Regions from separate parts of the Danio rerio genome. Here region 2 is linked to region 1. A link is a contact called in public Hi-C data. All regions are on one chromosome and are shown on one strand. The core of a region is the stretch at or near the end of the contact, and the rest is flanking DNA. Distances in the headings are between cores, read along the strand shown.

What was found. Hi-C and Micro-C count contacts between places; a contact is called where the count stands out from the background.
Region 2: a contact with region 1 is called in a Hi-C map of embryo, with 3 times the contacts expected there. The contact joins the promoter of fkbp2 here to the enhancer-like site in region 1. A contact is called at or near these places in 5 of 18 Hi-C or Micro-C datasets (caudal fin, embryo, hematopoietic stem cells and 2 more) and 1 of 4 datasets of contacts at active chromatin or transcription factors (caudal fin).

Annotation. Positions count from the first base shown.
Region 1 is chr21:29,829,496-29,832,391 of GRCz12tu, reverse strand. pcxa (pyruvate carboxylase a) reads right to left here. Exons shown (of 21, transcript NM_001328356.1): 5 at 1,779-1,924; 6 at 1,429-1,546. Among named protein-coding and RNA genes, the nearest start is that of pcxa, 25 kb to the right of the region's middle. Within about 2 kb of position 1,586, at least 3 of the 62 cell types and tissues checked have an H3K27ac peak or open chromatin away from gene starts, as enhancers often do.
Region 2 is chr21:30,060,551-30,063,623 of GRCz12tu, reverse strand. It overlaps fkbp2 (FKBP prolyl isomerase 2), which reads right to left and starts at 1,438. Exons shown (of 6, transcript NM_001004677.2): 1 at 1,341-1,438; 2 at 775-937; 3 at 579-691. The coding sequence starts at 933.

The sequences.
Region 1 (2,896 bases), core at 337-2,836:
TTTTATGGGGACTTCCTGTAGAGGTAGACATAATATTTTATGATGCAATTTGTTGTAATAATATGCACAATATTGATAATAATTTTAACTTTTAGAGTGCTTTTTAAATAGATTTAGATTGTATTACCAATTGTTCATCACAGCACCACATGTGTGCAAAAATGTATGGCTTTTTGTTCATCAACATGTTTTATGCTTGTAGTAAATGTGCTTTTAATATAATTATGCACGTTTTGCATGTTAAAGTGTAAAAACGTACGCACCTACAGATGTAAAAAGCGCACCTATGTGTTGTTTCTTTAAACAGACAAAAGGTCAGATTTTCCCAAGGACATATTTTATTTATTTAAATTAATTAATTTTGTCAAAAAAATTATTAGCATCCCAGACCACCTTCTGAAGTGATTTGAGCGCTCAGATTTATATCCAATCAGAATAAAACAAATTAAGTGACCAGTTTAAAAAGCGTCAAAAACACAGACGTGACAGGATTAGCGCCTTTTGCTGTGAAGTGACAGCTGACGATTGAGGACTCTGCTTGGAAGCCTTCATCAGACAGTTATTTTTAAATAATTTAATGTCAAAAATAGGGAAAAGGACGTCATGTACGGGACAAATAAATAGTTAGCATAGAACACTATGGCCCGATTCTCACCTGTTAGGAAGTAAGCCTTACCATGTTTGGCAGCCTTTTTGAACATTTGTTCAATATTTTCCAACAATGACACTGCTGCCTGCTTTTTCTTCCACCTTTTGCTCTTTGACCGATAGCATTACTCGGTATGGATGTCAGATCAAAGATTGAAATGTTACAGCTCGGTGGCTTATGTCACAAGACTCGTGTCATATTATTGTAACTTTGAGGCTCCATGGGATTCGAATTACTGGCCATAGTTATTTAAAATTATACTTTATTGTAATATATATATATATATATATATATATATATATATATATATATGTATTTTTTTTTATTATACAAAATAATTAAAAGGACAAATTCTGGTCCTTTTGGTCGTGGGGGGAGGGTCGTTCACCCCACCTGAACCCTCCCTGGCTACGGGCATGTCTTAATAAAATCCAAACACATGTGACGTATTTAAAAGCATGGAAATACCAGTGCAAACAGTAATTCGGCTCAGCGGAGCACTTGTAATCAGATGACTGAAAGCTTTTGTTACTACCAGGTGAAAACTGAGTTTATAGTGCAGTTTTGTTGAAGATTAAACACTTCAGGCTGTAAATGCATAGAAAACTCTTAAAGCTTAACCTTTGTATTCTAATAGGCAGTTTTAAAATGACTGAAGGTTGAGTAAATCATCCCAGACTGTAAAATATTTAGGCTTTTTATTTTATTTTTATTTTTTTATATATCAATGCTTTTTTTTCCACTACAGAAAAACACACACCAACAACAACCTCACTTACCCAGGATCTGCACCTCGATGTGTCTGGGTTTCTCAATGAACTTCTCCACAAACAGAGCTCCATTGCCAAAGGCTGCCAGGGCTTCAGAGTACGCCCGCTGATAGTTCTCTTCTAGTTCCTGATCACAAGCACACACACACAGTGACCGGGTCACCCAGCGCAAATACCCAACACACTAATTCATACAGCACCAGTAACTGAACAGCAAACAAATCTAAAGGGCAAACGGGTGCTCACTTTTGCGCTCATTTAAAAGCCCCCCTTTATCAAACCTCAACTTGGAAGGAATTGAACAGAGATTAAACAAGATTATGAACCCCAACTAATAATTTTAATCTAAGACACGGTACCTCATACTCTCTGACCACCCGCATTCCTCGTCCCCCACCACCGTACGCAGCCTTGAAGATAATGGGGAAGCCGTAGCTGTTGGAGAACTCTTGAGCTTCCTGCAAACAGGAGATGGGAGCGTCTGTCCCAGGAACCACCGGCACTCCTGCAAGATGAACAGAAAATTTGTTTGCCCAGGAATCAAACCTGCAACCTTTCAAATTAAGTCAGGTTATCATGTCAATTTTACAACATGATTTATAACGCTTCCACTTTAAATTGGGTGCAACAATTGTGTTTTGGAAGTTAAAATAAATGGTATTAATTTTCGCAATATGGGATTACAGTTTTAGAAAGTTGTAAACTGTTAAAGATCTGACAGCTTAACGCTTAAAGGTTGTTAATCATGTTTATATGTGCATTTAAGCCATTAGTTCATTTATTTTATTTATTGGAAGAATTTACACAATTACCAAAAAGTATATAAAGATCATCCATATTTTAATTAAGCATACAAAATTGAACAAAATATTTCCTTCTATGATAACGTCATTAGTTAATTTAGCATTTTTTTACAACCATTTTATAATTATAATTAGCACTTAGAATTCCTGATAAAAGACATTTCCTACTGTATATGATGTTAAATTTTCCATGTGTGTTTATGTTATATACAGATCAAGTGGCAACCTCCCGCTCTCCCTTGTAAGGCAAAACGGAAGTAACTGGAACTGCAATTCATGCAAATTTAGCTAGTCCTGGCTCCATAATAGAGCAATTTTTTTATTAAAATGGATAAAATGGATTTAAAATGGATAACTGATAACTTTACAGCACAAAAAAAAACAAAGAAAGATTTGGGTTCATATAGCTAATAGTACCTTTCATGACAACTGTGAGGGGGTAATTCCAGCAGATTGGAATTACAAATGCCTTTTTGAATTATTTCTTACAATTATTTGGCATGCTGTGTGCACTTAATTGTGCTAAAAAAAAAAAACAATTCACGTGACTTCCGATTCCCAGGTGAGTGAAATTATATACCTCTATCATCTCTACAAATGTTTTTCGTTTTATTTAAAATAATTTATTATCTATAATTTTCTTTAGATCTGAAAAGCACTCCAGAATCTGACAG
Region 2 (3,073 bases), core at 189-2,688, 230 kb before region 1:
TGTGAGTGTGTGTGTGTTTGCAACAAAAATATTAATTAATTGGTTGAAAACCAGCAAATCTAGAACACCAACAGACAGCATAACTGGTCACAAAACATGTTGCTTTAAATAAGGCGCTTGTAGGCATCTGTAAAACTAGATGCATATGTTGTATTTTATTACACACTGCCTCGCACATGGAATTTAAACAGTAAAATAAAATATATGTGCAGTCTCCCACGGTCATCCACTTGCTGCAGGAAAGCCTGTCACCATTAATTTAAAATCACAAATGTCACAGAGAACCAATAAATATCCCTTAAAGCACTGAAAACATAATAACAAGTTTGATTAATAAATTAGATGTAATTCAATTAAATATATAAATTGGGTTCACTGAGGCCCCCCCGATCGTCAATGTATAATTCACACCCTGTTTGCAGACCATCAATGAATGCTAATATATCTGCACACCATCTTAAATCTAATCTGCTAATTCCTCTTCTTAGTGTAGGGTTCATCTCTTTAAATCCTAATTCAGACTAACATGTGAAAAATAATCTGAGCTTATGTGTGAATGCAGTAATGCCGCTGCTCACCCCAACAAACCCTGATCCCAGCCCTTGATGACTTGTCCTGTGCCAAGAGTGAAGGTGAACGGCTGATTCCTCGGTATACTGCTGTCAAACTCTGTCCCATCCTCCAGTTTACCCTGCAGATAAAAACAAAACAAAAAGGTAACACAAGACATTTCTGGCATGAATAATACTTTGGTGAGAGCAGTCAAACACATACAGTGTAGTGCATGTTCAACACGTCTCCCTTTCGAGACTTAATGGGGCAGTTGTCCACTCTTTTCTTGATTCCAATCTGTAGCTTCTTCTTTTCGGCTCCCTGCACAAGTGCCATGGGGATGGACACCAGAGTGACCGCTAATAGCAAATTCAGCCTCATGGCGCTGTTAAAACAAACAGAAATGGCAGAAATTAGTCGTGGAAAGCTACTAAATAACGTAGATTTCTACGCATGCGCAGGGTCTCTACACATAAGTACACGTTATCATTTAAATTAATATAGTAAATGGTTATATTATCAGCAACATGACAATTCATTAGCATAAGTGATTCTATAAGGTGCATTTTAAGTAGCAAAACGCGTCCATTATTATTCAGTTTTGTGGTGTGTTGGATTTATTTAAGAGGAAGTTAATTGGATGAAGGCTTTGGTTTTGTATTCAAGCATGCTGATTGGGATTTTTCGCTTAACATTACAGCAGTGTTTTGATGATTCGGTCGCATTTTAAAATTACATGGAATATTTATCTATTGCAGCGAATAACAGAGAGATTAAAATGCAGTTACCTGTTTTAAGAATAATATTCTTGTTCCTCCTGAATCTCAGAATGATTCGGTCATTAGGAAGTGACGTCACGTCAGCAGCAGGCCTGCCTTCCTACTAGGTTTCAAAATTTCAGTCAATGTTTAAGTTGATTATAAAATTAAATAAAAAAAACTACATGTATTTTGAAACATGTAAATCTCGAATAAGTATATAATAATGAACAAATCTACACTCATAGGAAAAGCTGTCATATTATATTATTATAGCTTTGAGTAAATACTGGCGTGGTAGATTGTGACTTTTATTTTGTTTGGTGCTACAGCACCACTGATCTAAAACAGAGACACACGAGGGCGCCATATACTCACGAATGTCTGACTTATTTTTGTCGTTCAACAGCTAAACTGAGGCCAAACATTAAGGCAAGTGATTTTTTGTGTCCAGTCTTCATCAACAATCAGAGCCAGACTATTCTTATACAATGTTAGATAAAACTGATAGAATTATCTTGTTTTACAAAGGAAAAACTCTTTGAGAAACGCTTTCTTTTACATCATTCATAATTTATAACTCAGTCGTCAATGTAACTTATTGTATTACATTACTGTATAGCCTTATGTTTTCACTTCCACAGTGAAAAATACAGAGGTATTGTCACAATACTGGGTATGTAGATATCATTTTCCTAACTATTATTATATTGTGACATATATTATAGTATTATGCGATAACAGCCAATACGACAAATTAGCCAGTATAATTGGATATTGCATAATTTGTGTAAATTTGTACATATAAATACATTTTCCTTCCCTTGTTGTTATCTCATTATTATATCACCAAAATTGTCATAAATACCTGATGCATTAAATATGACAAAACATAAAAACTATTTTTTAAAAGTTTGTATAAAGGTTCACTAATTCACACAACCACAAATTGCATGCTAAATACAAAAACAAACCAAAAAACTAAACCAAGTCACGTTTTATAATACCATGTGAAAAATAGTTTTGAAAACGGATCAGATGTATTTATGTTTAAGCATAGCACTTTTTTGTCTTATACTGTAAACTACTGATGATGTTCTTTTAAAATGTAAAATTAAGTATATATAAGTACTTATAAGTATATATAACTTGATATATAAGTGCCATGTTTTCAGCTTATGAGCAATTTATGCAAATGTCAAAGTTCCCATGAGAAAAAAATGTTTAATACCCTTTCCACTGTTTGCTTAGGCTTGTATTTTACAGTACACTCAAAAATGTCTCAGTCAATATTCTCAAACAATTATATTTGATTTACCAAAGTCACACAATTGCCAAATTCACATCTGTCACATCCATAACAGAGAGATGTCACATCCATAAAGAGGCTTTTTCAAAAAATGTAAAAATGTAAAATAGAAAAAAATCAATCATTTTTGTTCTATAGTGAGCCAACTCTTATCCTTTTGATTAGCATTATTTCTTTTGGATTGTGCAGTTCAATTTCTACAAAGTATGTTGTAAACTGAAAACTCGCATACTTTGTCACATTCATAACGCATGTTTATTTTCCTTGTTTAAAACTTTGTAACTTTAATAGCTAGAAGAAAAATTCTTATAGAGTGGAAATCACCAATGCCACCTAAACTGTCACTTTGGCTTAATGATGTAATGCTATTTTAGAAAACATGAAATTTTTTTTAGATTTTCTCAGAGGATCAACCACAACATTTTATAAAACATTGGAGCTTTTAATTAATATT